Regions from separate parts of the Mus musculus genome. Here region 1 is linked to region 2. A link is a contact called in public HiChIP or PLAC-seq data. All regions are on one chromosome and are shown on one strand. The core of a region is the stretch at or near the end of the contact, and the rest is flanking DNA. Distances in the headings are between cores, read along the strand shown.

Region 1 (5,935 bases), core at 426-2,925, 900 kb after region 2:
TGTCACTTTCGTATTAACTGGCATCTTAATGTGATTCTTTGGTTTATCATGATCTTCATTTAAGGCATTATCAGTCCCTCTCTTTCTAGAGTAGGTGGGTTGCTTTTCCTTCTCTCTCTCTTCTGCATCTTTAGTAACGGAACCCTGGGGGCTGGTGCACACTAACCATGGGATCCAGTGAGCTGCACTCCAGCCTCCAGGCTGGCGTTTTAGCCTAGTTCTGTGGATGAGCTGGGGTTAACAGAAGACCCTGTGCTGTATGACCATCAGCTAGAGCTGAATGGATCTGGGAGCAATCAGAAGGGGGAGGGTTTGCAGCTGCTAGGAATCCTACCTGGTCATATTTGCCTTTGTAAAGACCAACTTCTGTGCTGAAAAAGTAAGCCAAGGTGGGTTGCAGACAGAGCAGAGCTGGGGTCTAGCTCCCTAGCTTTTCATTTCTGTTCCTTAACTGATCGAGGCACTAACTAAACTGTTTGTGGTTTATGTAAGCACAAGAGAGATAAATCATGGCAGGGACTTGACCTATGCCCTGTACTCTTCATCCACAAGTCCAAAAGTGCCAGAGCCAGAATTTTTGTTGAGCTCGGAAATTCAGGGTACTCCACTTCAGCTCTCTAAATAACATGCTTACTTCAAAATTTTTTTTTGTTTTTTTTTTTTGTTTGTTTGTTTGTTGTTGAAGGGTTTTGCTGCCAAAAGGAAGGGATCAAAGAGATTAGCTGCTGAGTTCAGCTGAAAAAGAAAGAGGAGCTGCTGGCAGGCTGAGTGTTTTCTAACATCTTTGACTTCCAGGCTTTTTCTTAATACTTGCTCATATTTTAAGTCACTTGTATCTTCCTCAGAGTATCCGAGCATTTAAAATCACATTTATCTTAATCTTTGGTTCTGTGTCTGTTTTCCATTCCTGCCTTTCCCTCATTGTGTTACTTGGCACTGATGTTTTTGTCTGTAAGACTCCAAGGAATGTTAACTTGAATAGATGTGACCAATACCTGTCTACAGATACCTTGTAACAGCTCTGCTCTGTCCTGTCTTGGCTGTCTTCATGTGCTGCACACTCTCTGGCTCTCTTGCTCTCGCTCGCTCGCTCTCTCTCTCTCTCTCTCGCTCGCTCTATACACGCACACACACATACACACACACACACACATCCCGCCTACACACACTGCTTTATCATCTGGTTGCAGAAAGTAAGTTCCTGAAAACAGGTTCCCATGGCAACATAACAGAAAGGTAATAGAACAAATGTTTATTCTGTCTAGACCTGTTGTCTGACTAACTGTAGACCCTGAACATGTTTGCTCCTGTCACACTGAACAATGTGATTACAGATTTCCTTGTTTCCCTCAAAACCTCCTCCTTGTAGATCTTAGTGGGGTTGCCACTGTGCTTGTGACGTGAAGGAAGCTGTGTGTGTGCCCTACTGCAGGTGTATACTGGTTGTGTCCCCAAGCTTGCAGGCCACAGCTTACCTAAAACAGCAGCAGTTGCTCCTTTGTTGTCATAAGTTCTTTAGCTTAGTATTGGTAGTGTTAAGCGTTGTTTATAAAGTCCAAAGAAAGCAAGGGACCTGGGGAGGTGCCATAGTGCTTGCCGTGAAAGCATGGGGCCGTGACTTGGATCTAGACAGCATGTGAAAGCCGGACACAGCACATGTGTGAGCTCAGTGCTGGGGTGCAGAGACAGGAGGATGGGTGGAGCCTTTGGACTAGCTGGCCAGCTAGCCTAGCCAAGTTAGTGAGGTCCAGATTCAGTGAGAAACCCTTTCTCAAAACACGGTGGAAGGCACCTAAGGTCAACCTCTGACCTACACACATGCACACACAAAAGCAGGAAGAGACCTAGGTTGCTTTGGAAGTCTTTGTAGCTTTTCTTTCTTTCATATTGTTCAGTGTCATCATCTCAAAACTACCTTTATATTTCTAAAGACAGCCCTTCCCCTTTCAAGTGACATTCTAGTAGCTTGTCAAATCTAGGGCAGCTTGATGCCAGGGTATGTATTGGAAATCTGTGTCAGAGAACCATTTCCATCTGGTGATTCAGATCTGGAAAGGATGACATCAGCGTGTGCCCACAAGAGGTCAGAAAACAAAACAAAACCTCTTTTGATGTGTGAAGGCTCTGGGAGGCTGTTTTAGTTAAATGGGGTGTGAGAGTAATTGGTCTTGATCTTGAGCCCTTTGCTCGGATCCACTTGGACCATTGTCATGCTCATAATCAGGCCTTTGCTCTTTCCTGTAACACGCAGCTTGGGGTGTCTGGCTTGTGCGAGTACTGAGTTCATCTTGTATTACTGCATTCCTGTAGCAGATCTAATTTAATTCCCAGAAATAATTTTTTTATTCTTAGTATCTTCAGTAGGTGACTCCTCTTTACCCTTCCCCCTTAAACTTCACTTAGGGCTTTTGCTAGCTCTAACTTCCTTGAACCTAGGTTTAGAAATACATCGTTTAATCTACCAGTTGCCAGTGAAGACTTTAGTTCTTTCTCATCTGTAAAAAAAGAAAGAAAAATCCAACTCCCTAGTAATCATTGTGCAATTCTGATGTTGACATCTTGTGTTGACATAGTTGTGATTACCTGATTGTGTGTGTGTGTATGTGTGTGTGTGTGTGTGTGTGTAAATGTTCTTGCATGTGTGTTTGCATATATGCAAAGACCAGAGGTTAACTTCAGTTATTGTCGACTATCACTTTCTACTTTATTTTTTGATAGTATCTCTCACTGGATCTGGAGTGCATGGATTGCTTAGACTAGCTGGCCAGAGGTCCTCAGGAATCTTCCTGTTTCCAGGCACATCGTCTCCTACCTGTTTTTTGTTGCTGATGTTGTTTGGTTTATGTTGATACTGGGATCAAACTCAGCCTTCATACTTGCTGCTGGAGCACTTTTCTGACTGAACTGTCTCCCCAGTTCTGCCCTTGTGTGATGCTGCAGTCTGGCTTGCTTAGGTTTCTGATTCCTTATGTCGTGTTCTGAGTGCCCTATGGTTGGGTGATCTCTTTTGAAATGAGCGACTCAATGTTAAATGATACTGATACCAGGCAAAAGGTTTAAAAAGTAACAGTGTTATCTGAGATGTTGGAAAAATAGTTGCCTGGTTAAGAACACTGGCTGTTCTTCCAGAGGATCTGGGTTCAATTCCCAGGACCCACATGGCAGCTCACAACTGTCTCTAATTGTAGTCCCAGGGGATCCAACACCCCACACAGACTTACATGCAATACACATGAGAGTTTTAAAAATTGTGATCTGTTTTTTTTTTTTTTTTTTTTTTTTTTTTTTTTTTTTTGGTATCTCTGAACTTCTTTACATCCCCAAACATGGTGTAACATAGGGTTCTTGGTTTGTGCCTGTTCTGAGCAGAGGGTGATACTTTGTTGTGGGTCTGACTGGGTATTATATATTTAACAGCAGTGTTGTCCCCTAATCTTAAGATTTATGACAATTTCCCATTGTGACAGCCAGATTTGTCTTATAAGTGGTGCCTTATGTTGGGGGAGGGTTGGAAATTAGTCACCTTTAATTGAAAACGTTTTACACAACAGTACATATCTAGAATAATTGGTCTTGACTAAAACCTATAGGCTAACTTGAACACTGTACCTGTCAGCAGAGAGGAATGCTACACATGGGGCTTCCTTCAGCATGACCGTCATTATCTTCAGGAGAACATGAGAAAGCATTATCGAGGTCCCAAGCTTACTGTGGTTAGAACCGCTTGCACAGATCGTGTGTTGGCCACGTGGGTAGCTGTATAGTGCTGTGAAGAAACAATGAATGTGAATAACTTTGTTTTCCTTTTGTCGTGATTCCTCTTAGGACTTGTAAATGTTTCTGGAAAGGAAAGCTTATTGAGTATGTTAGCATTAAGTCCAAATCTGAAGGTAGTGCTTTTCCCAGCATCTCTGGTTTTCTTTTCTTGACTTTTTTTTTTTTTTTTTTTTTTTTTTTTGGTTTTTCGAGACAGGGTTTCTCTGTGTAGCCCTGGCTGTCCTGGAAACTTACTCTGTAGAACAGGCTGGGCTCGAACTCAGAAATTCGCCTGCCTCAGCCTCCCGAGTGCTGGGATTGAAGGCGTGTGCCATCATGCCCGGCTATCTCTGGTTTTCTCGCCCTTTTTCTCCTACTGTAATCTTTCAGTAGGTAGCTCTTTTCAGAGTTCAAATATACAGTGTTCAGGCCAGCCAGGACTATATAGTGAGACCCTATCTCAAATAAAATAAAAATGTTAGAAAAGCAAGAGAATTTCATGTGAACACAGAACAAGAAGTAGCAGTGTTACCCATTGACGTGACCAGCTTATGCTTGACACAGTCCAGATATATAAGCCATCCCTGGCTTGGAGCATACCATGCACACTAGCCTGGCTGCAGATCATGGTAGTCTCCTTCTTTCTACCTCTGTCTCTGCTGGGATTACAGGTGTGCACCACTGCTCTTATTTTGAAGGTTCTTGTTAGCATTTTAGTCTTTAAAGTATTAGACAGTTACAGAGGGTGAGTTTTTAGTAATCTGTGGATTCCAGCAGTAACAAAAAAATTAGCTTTATTCTTGACTCAGAGCCTTCCATTTACACTCATATTTTGGTGTTTCCTGAATTAACCATGGTAATGCGTGAAAGGTTCTGGCATGGTAATAAATAATTCTGTATTAGAATTTGTAACTTTTAATATTTAATGCTGTGCTTTATATCTTTATTTCTATGTATATGTGTGCCTGTTCACAAGTTTGTGTGGAAGCTAGAGGTGCAGTCTATCTTCCCTCAGACAGAGTGTCATCAGCCTGGATCTCTAGTTAGGCTAACTGGCCAACAAGTCCCAGGAATCCTCCTCTTCTGTCTCTACACAGTCCTGGAGTTACAGGTACACACCACCACACCCAGCACTTAAGTGTGGTTCTGGGGATAGAACTTGGGTTCTGACAGCCCCACTTTGTGTCGTCCTCATACTTCAAAGTGCTCTGTTGTTCTGATATCCTGTGTTTATCTTTGGGCAGTTTTACTCATCATCGCCATCATCATTTTGCATCATGACTCATTTTTAAGTTTTCTTTTTCTATATATATCCATTTTGGGCACATTGCCGTACAAAAGTACTCTTGGTGGTTGGCACTCCTCTGTTGTGCTAGGAGTGGTGGTACAGACCAGTAATTCCAGTAGTCAAGAGGTTGAGGCAGGATGATTTTGAGTTTGAGGTCAGCGTGGGGCACCTTGTGATAATCTTATATCAAAAGAACTAGGGACATCTAATCTTGTAAATTCCGAGTCCACTGAGATGTACAAGATTTTGTAGCACCCTACCTTCCCTGATTAGTTTTTATTTTTTTAATGATTTGTTTGCTTTCTGTGCAATGGTGTTCTGTTTGCATCATGTGTGTCTTTCTTTCTTTTCCTTTGCTTTGATGAAGTACCCTGACAAAAGTAACGTGCAGGAAAAAGGTTTCTCTTGGCTCACCTCTGAAGAATACAGTCCTTTATGGTGGTGGTGGTGGTGGTGGTGGTGGTGGTGGTGGTGGTGGGGTTAAGGCAACAGGAGCCTAAAGCAGCTGGTCCCAGCCAGTCCACAGTCAGGAAGCAGAGAGTGATGAGGTCATGCTGCTGTTCAGCTCCCTGTTCAGGATCCCAGCCAGGGAATGACTGGGTGTTCCCAGCCCAGTCAGTGTAATAAAGATAATCCCTCACGCCCAGAGGCCTGTCTCCCAGGTGAGTCTAGATCCTGCTCAGTTAACAGCACTAACCATTATAGTGTGTGTGTTTATACACACTTAGGTTTAAGTTTTCGATTTACTGTAGTGAAGAAAATTTGTTGATACCTATCAGACAGTGTTCCAGACTCACCAGCATGTGGAACAGACTGCTTAGAAATAAAGAAACTGATTAGGGAACTATATTCACATAGTGTGGACATAAACCCAGAAGTGGTGGTTGTCTG
Region 2 (6,250 bases), core at 3,253-5,752:
GCCTCAGCTAAATATGGTGGCTGTCTCAAAAAACAAAAATATTCTTTTTAAGAAGTGACCACTTTTTTTATATGTGAGCTGGGTGCTGGTGAAGAGCTGAGATTCAATTCCCAGCAACCACATGGTAGCTCCTAACCTGTAACACTAGTTCCAGCGATCTGAGCTCTGAGGGAACCAGGCATGCTTGTGGTATACATATGTACACATAGGCAAAACACTCATGCATATAAAATAATCTTTTAAAATGTTGAATAAGAATTATGTGTGGGGCTGAAGAAGTGGTGAGCGAGTGAAGTCCCTGATGCACAAGCAAGCCTGTGAGTTCCGATCCCTAGACCCCATGTGGAAGCTAGGCATGGAAGGCAGAGCCAGGAGGGTTTATCTCAGGGTGAGTTCACAGAGAGACACCTTGTCTCTAAGAGCTAGGGAGGGCTGGGTATGATGACACAAGTCTTTAATTCCAGCACTTGAGAGGCAGTGAGGCAGGAAAATTTCTGTGAGTTCAACACCAGCATGGTTCATACAGCCTGAGGTTCAGGCCATCCACGGCTACATAGTGAGACCCTGACTCAAAACAAAACATTGAAGAAGGACAACCATCTTCCCATCTCTGGCCTCCACACAAACCAGCATGTGTATACATTCACACTCGAGAAAGACTGAGGGGAGGGCACACCAGCCTCTAAACCTTAGGAATGGAGTTAAGATGATGAAGAGTTCAAGACCAACCTGAGCTACAAGAAACCCAGTCTTAAATCAGAAAAGGCAAAGGAAGAAAGCAAATTGCCATTTGTAACTTCTTTCTCCATTTGATTAGCTGCTCCTAAGGAGCCATGCACACAATCCAGAGTCCTCCGAACAACAGCATCTCGCCAGGGCTGGTTCACAGCTCCAGTGCCTGAAACCATAGGCCACAGAGGCTGTTTAAATAAATATGTTGGGGATCAAAGGCTCTTCTGGTGATGATATTATGGGATGTTCTTCTGGTCTTTCATCAGTAAGCTCACCACCAGCTCTCAATCTGCATGCTTCTCGGCAAAGGCAACCATGCGCCATGAAGCCAAGCACAGACACAGCAATGTGTACACCAGGAGCAGTCGACACTTTCTGGCTAGGACCTCTGTGACTGCAATGTGTACACCAGGAGCAGTCGACACTTTCTGGCTAGAACCTCTGTGCCTGCTTCTCCAGGTGTTTGCAGCTGCCAGAAAGGCAGGCTATACTTAGAGCAAGGATCATGTAATGGTGGTTCGTCACACTAATCAGTGAGGACTGGATTACGACACCAGCTGCCTGCCTGTCCCATGTGCTTGATGAAATTTACATGGAGCAGAGCTGGGCCAGTAGCCAAGCTGCACCTGCTCACTCCCTGCTGCATACAAAGGCTTGGACTTCAGTCTTTTCAGCAGTTCCCTTTGGAGATAACAATGATCAAAACCATACATACATAGCGCCTGGTAAACCTAAGGCGGCCCACAAACAGACTCCAAGGCACGTCAGCCATCAGCCCTACCCTTAAGGACTAAAGAGCAAGCTAGAGAAAATACTTTCAATTTGCTCATTTGAAAACATTTAGTAAAAGTTGTGTCCATTTTTAGAATAAAGACTACTTTCTGCCTTGGTCTCTTGCAGGGTCCTCTGCTAGTAGGGACAAACTCTTGCACATTCAAGAGAATTGGCAATTCTCCCAGCAAATTGTGTCCTGTGTTATCTGTGGGTGTGTCGCCAGGTCAGCCTCCCTGAGCACCGGAGACGGCACACTAACAAGAGCCACGCTCCCTTCCTCAAGCCCCTCCACATCCCCAGTTCATCCCACAGCCAAAGCAATTCCTCACCCACACCTGCTTGGTGCAGAACTCAGCCAGAAAAGACCAAGGGCCTCGTAAAGCCGAAACTTCAAATGAGTGACCTGGAACAAAGGGAGGTGGCCGAGCAAATCACTTCCTAGACACAAGGCAGAGAGCCGCCTGCAGCCATCAGACACGGCTGGGCACGCCTCCTCAGGCTCCAGTCAGATTATTGCAGATCCTGGGCCAGCAAGAGCAAGACTAGCTCAATCAGCTCCCACTCAGTGCCAGCATGTACACGCCTGTCTCCAAACACACATTCTGCTGCTGGTCACCAGGAAGAAAGAACACTGCCTGCAAGAAAGCCTCTGCCCCAGTCTTCCTCAGAGCTTCTAGGCTGAAACAGTCTTCAATATAAGTTCAGTCAAAAATATTCTGAAGATGTAGGCTTTGATGGCACACGCCTTTATTCCCCTCCTTCCAGAGGCAGAATCAGTGGATCTCTGAGTATGAGGCCAGCCTGATCTACAAAGTTTTAGGACAGCCAGGATTGTTAGAAAGAGAAACTCTGTCTCAAAAAATCTTCTGACAAAGGATGGATGGGCAGTGGGGAGGGTGGGATACCATAGGACTGTTCCTGTCTGGGAACTGTACCATGGGATGACTGAAATACTCTGTCACTACCACAGACATTTTTTTTCCAGACAAGAGTCTCATTATGTAGCTCTGGCTGTCCTGGAGCTCAGATAAATAGACTAGTTTGGCCTTGAACTCAGAGACCCAGTTGCCTGAGTCCCAAGTGCTGGAACTCAGTACCAGGAAGGTAGGGGCAAGAGGACTATCACAAGTTCAAGGCCAGCCTGGGCTACAATAGCAAGATTGTACACCCCACTCACCCAAAAAAAGTTACAATTGAAAATGCTGTATGAACTTTGAAAAACTAAGTGTGTGTTTACATGAACGCATGAATGTACCGCTGCCGGAACAACGTGAAGATGAGAGGACACCTTGTTAGACCTAGTTCTCCCCAACACCATGTGACTACGGATAATGAACTCCAGTCCTCAGGCTTGGGAGCAAGCACTGTTACTCACACACAGGGCTGGAGACACGGCTCAGTGGTGAAGAGCACTTGCTGCTCCTTCAGAGGATCCTGGTTCAATACCAAGCACCCACTTTGTAGCTAACACACTCTGTGTCTCTGTGTGTGTGTGTGTGTGTGTGTGTGTGTGTGTGTGTGTGTTTTACTACACAGATTCAGGCAAAATACCCATACACATTAGAAAACATAAGAACTGAAACTACAAGCTGGGCATTGTGCTGCATGTCTGTAAGCTCAATACACGAGAAGCAGAGACAGAAGGAGCAGGAGTTTTAAAAGGCCAGCCTCTGTTACATATCGAGTTCAAGATTATTAACCAGGGCCACATGAGACCCTGCCTGCTCTCAGGTACAGGGAAATTTAGATCAACTAAAGCAAAAGGAAACATCTAGTCAGACATGGGAGTTGATGTCTGTAGTCGCAGTACTCAAAAGGCTATGGTAGGGGGACTGTCAGGAGTTTGGGGCCAGCCTGGGCTACACAGTAAGTTCTAGGTTACTAGACTGAGCTACAATATGAGACACCAGTCCCCCAAAAGCAGAGAGGATATGAAGGGGATTGGTAAGATGGCTCACTAGGTAAAGGCATTTGGTGCCAGGCCTGACAATGTGCTAGCCACTACAACCTGACTAACAGAAGGAGAGGCCTGCCTGCCTCCTGACAAGCACTCCTTTGACTGCCACATGAGCTGTGGCTACTATGTAGTCACACACATGCACACAGTAAATGCAGAGGGCAGGGATGGAAAAGAAAAGAGAGAAAAATCTACAGAGTTAAAAAAAATGCTTTTCGGGGCTGGCAAGATGGCTCAGCAGGTAAGAGCACTGACTGCTCTTCTAAAGGTCCTGAGTTCAAATCCCAGCAACCACATGGTGGCTCACAACCACCCATAATGAGATCTGACACCTCTTCTGGTGTGTCTGGAGACAGCAACAGTGTATGTATATATAATAATAAATAAATCTTTAAAAAAAAATGCTTTTCTTGGGCAGAGGGAACAGCTCAGGGGTAGTGTTGAGTATACACACAGCCATAGTCTTAACCCCAGTAGTGAAACACACACACACACACACACACAAAAGAAAAAAAGAAAAGAAAAGAAAAAAGAAAAACACCAGGCCACTAAGCATAAAACACTCATTCTAATGACATAGTGTGCAACTGTAAGGAGGACCACAGCCTGGCAGGATTAGCCCTGTGGAGCCCCTATGCTGTGGAACATATGCTCTACCCCCAGTGTGGCCGTCCTCTGCTCTCGGACACACACACCAAGGCACACTGCAAAGGGAAATCCAATTAGTTAGCAGCAGATCTGCTCTGGCCAGGCCTCCTGTCTGCTTTCACTCGGGTAGCACTCGAGTCTGAGGAGAACAAGGCCCAAGGCAGGAAGGCACTCCTCCTTCCTGTGAAGATGGAAGTGCTCCGGAAGCAGGGGTCCCCAGAAGGACCCTGTAATCTGCCTCAGTCAGTCCAGGTTCAAGCTGCTAAGTATTAAGATGAATTTGCAGATGGAAGCCACATTGTTACAGGAACTTATTGCAATGCAAACCTCTGAGGCGAAGTCTGAGGGCGGTGCTGTGTATGTGCACTGCACTGTGTACTCAGGAGGACAAAGGCAGACTGTGCATGTAACCTGAGGCTGCACTCTGCTGAGTCACTTCCGTCACACACCTCGGGGTCCAACAACTCACGTTTCGGTCAAAAGAGCAGGTTTAGAATAACTCCTTGTTTTGGTCGCTGGATTTAATTTCCTGAAATGATTTACAATCGCTGTATCTATGGTAACTACAGTTTCTGGAAATTCTGAGCCACTGTGAGGAGACAATGTGGATTGCCCCAAACACCACAGGATGACCGCACAAAGCATGTCCAGACACAGCGCTCCTTACACACGGTTCTGGTTTGTCATGAAACTCAGATAGTGAGTTATGGTATGAGCAGATAAATCTGCAACTAAGCAGAATTTCAAACTGATTTGATCCTAAGACTGTCAAAGAGGTGTTTCTTGGTTTAAAAAATACAAAGGTTTGATTTTTTTAAAGTTGCCAAAAAGTATCTGAATACACAATTTATCCTATAATTTAGCTGTTATTGCTGTAAAAATTAGGAAATATAATAAAGGCAGAATTTATGGGCTTTGCTAAGAAATATCATATACCTTTTACAATCTCTTTGATTAAATGTTTCTGTTGTGTCTAAGAATTCCTGCCTGTGAGATCTTGGGACACTGTGCTTCCCATAGGGACCAGCCTCAAAGTGGCTTAGTTTCATTTCCCCTGAGGAACGTGCCGGCTGGCCATGCCATCTCTGGAGATGATATGAAAGCAAGCTCTGGCATACACATGTCCACATAAGAGAACATCCACAGAGGAAGTAACCAACCGTATGCTTGTCTCCAAGCTTTAAAAAGGTAAGTTCTATAGTGTGCAACACACCCAACGCTAGCTACTACACTAACAAACCCGGAGCAGGCCACTCACCTCAGCTGCAAGTGCAACCTGAAGTCAGTGGATATTGGCCACTGCACGGTGGTTATGAAACAAGTAACTTTAAAAAGCTACATACAGGCAGGGCGTAGGGGTGCAGGTCTTTAATCCCAGCACTCGGGAGGGACTGGCAGGAGGATGTCTGTGAATCTGAGTACAGCCTGGTTTACACAGCAAGCTATAGACTAGCCAGTACTACATAAAGACTGTCTCAAAAAAAAAAAATAAATAAATAAAAACATAAAAAAAACCAAAAAAACAAAACCCAAAGTTCCATACAGGGCTGGATAGAAGAATATTTACTGATCTTGCAAAGAAACCTGGGTTCAATTCCCCACACCCACAAGTTCAGTCTGTAACTTCAGTTCCAAAGACTCCAACACCCTCTTCTGGCTTCCTAGAGTACTGCATGCATATGATGCACAGACATACATGCACACAAACATTATATATGAGACAATCACAACCATAGAACCACATACCCTCTACTGGCCTCCACAGCCCTGGCACTGTGTGCACACATCAACAAGGACACACGCACATGTACATACATACACACACACACACACACACACACACACACACACGGACCATAAAGATGGCTTAGCAAGTGCCAGCATCTGTTCCAACCACGGCGGCCTGAGTACAAGGTGGGAGAGGAGAGGCAGGCTGTCCTCTGACTCCACATAACAGCCTTGATACACGTGCACAAACAAATATACACACAAAAGAAATAAATGGAATAAAACAAAAAAAAATAAAAGCTATATACTAGATCGAGGGAGACATACTGGATAAATTATATGCTATCACCTTAGCAGCCTGAGCTTGGTCCCTAGGTCCTACAGGGGACCTAGGAACCAAGTTGTCCCTGA

The links. HiChIP or PLAC-seq counts read pairs in DNA pulled down with a chosen protein or histone mark.
Region 1: a contact with region 2 is called in a FOXA1 HiChIP or PLAC-seq map of pancreatic cancer cells. The contact joins two enhancer-like sites.

Annotation. Positions count from the first base shown.
Region 1 is chr17:28,696,321-28,702,255 of GRCm38.p6, forward strand. The region is part of intron 1 of Mapk14 (mitogen-activated protein kinase 14); the gene reads left to right. Among named protein-coding and RNA genes, the nearest start is that of Mapk14, 7.9 kb to the left of the region's middle. Within about 2 kb of position 1,676, at least 185 of the 459 cell types and tissues checked have an H3K27ac peak or open chromatin away from gene starts, as enhancers often do. A contact at or near this core is called in pancreatic cancer cells, where this site is marked.
Region 2 is chr17:27,795,704-27,801,953 of GRCm38.p6, forward strand. The region is part of intron 1 of Ilrun (inflammation and lipid regulator with UBA-like and NBR1-like domains); the gene reads right to left. Among named protein-coding and RNA genes, the nearest start is that of Ilrun, 22 kb to the right of the region's middle. Within about 2 kb of position 4,503, at least 231 of the 459 cell types and tissues checked have an H3K27ac peak or open chromatin away from gene starts, as enhancers often do. A contact at or near this core is called in pancreatic cancer cells, where this site is marked.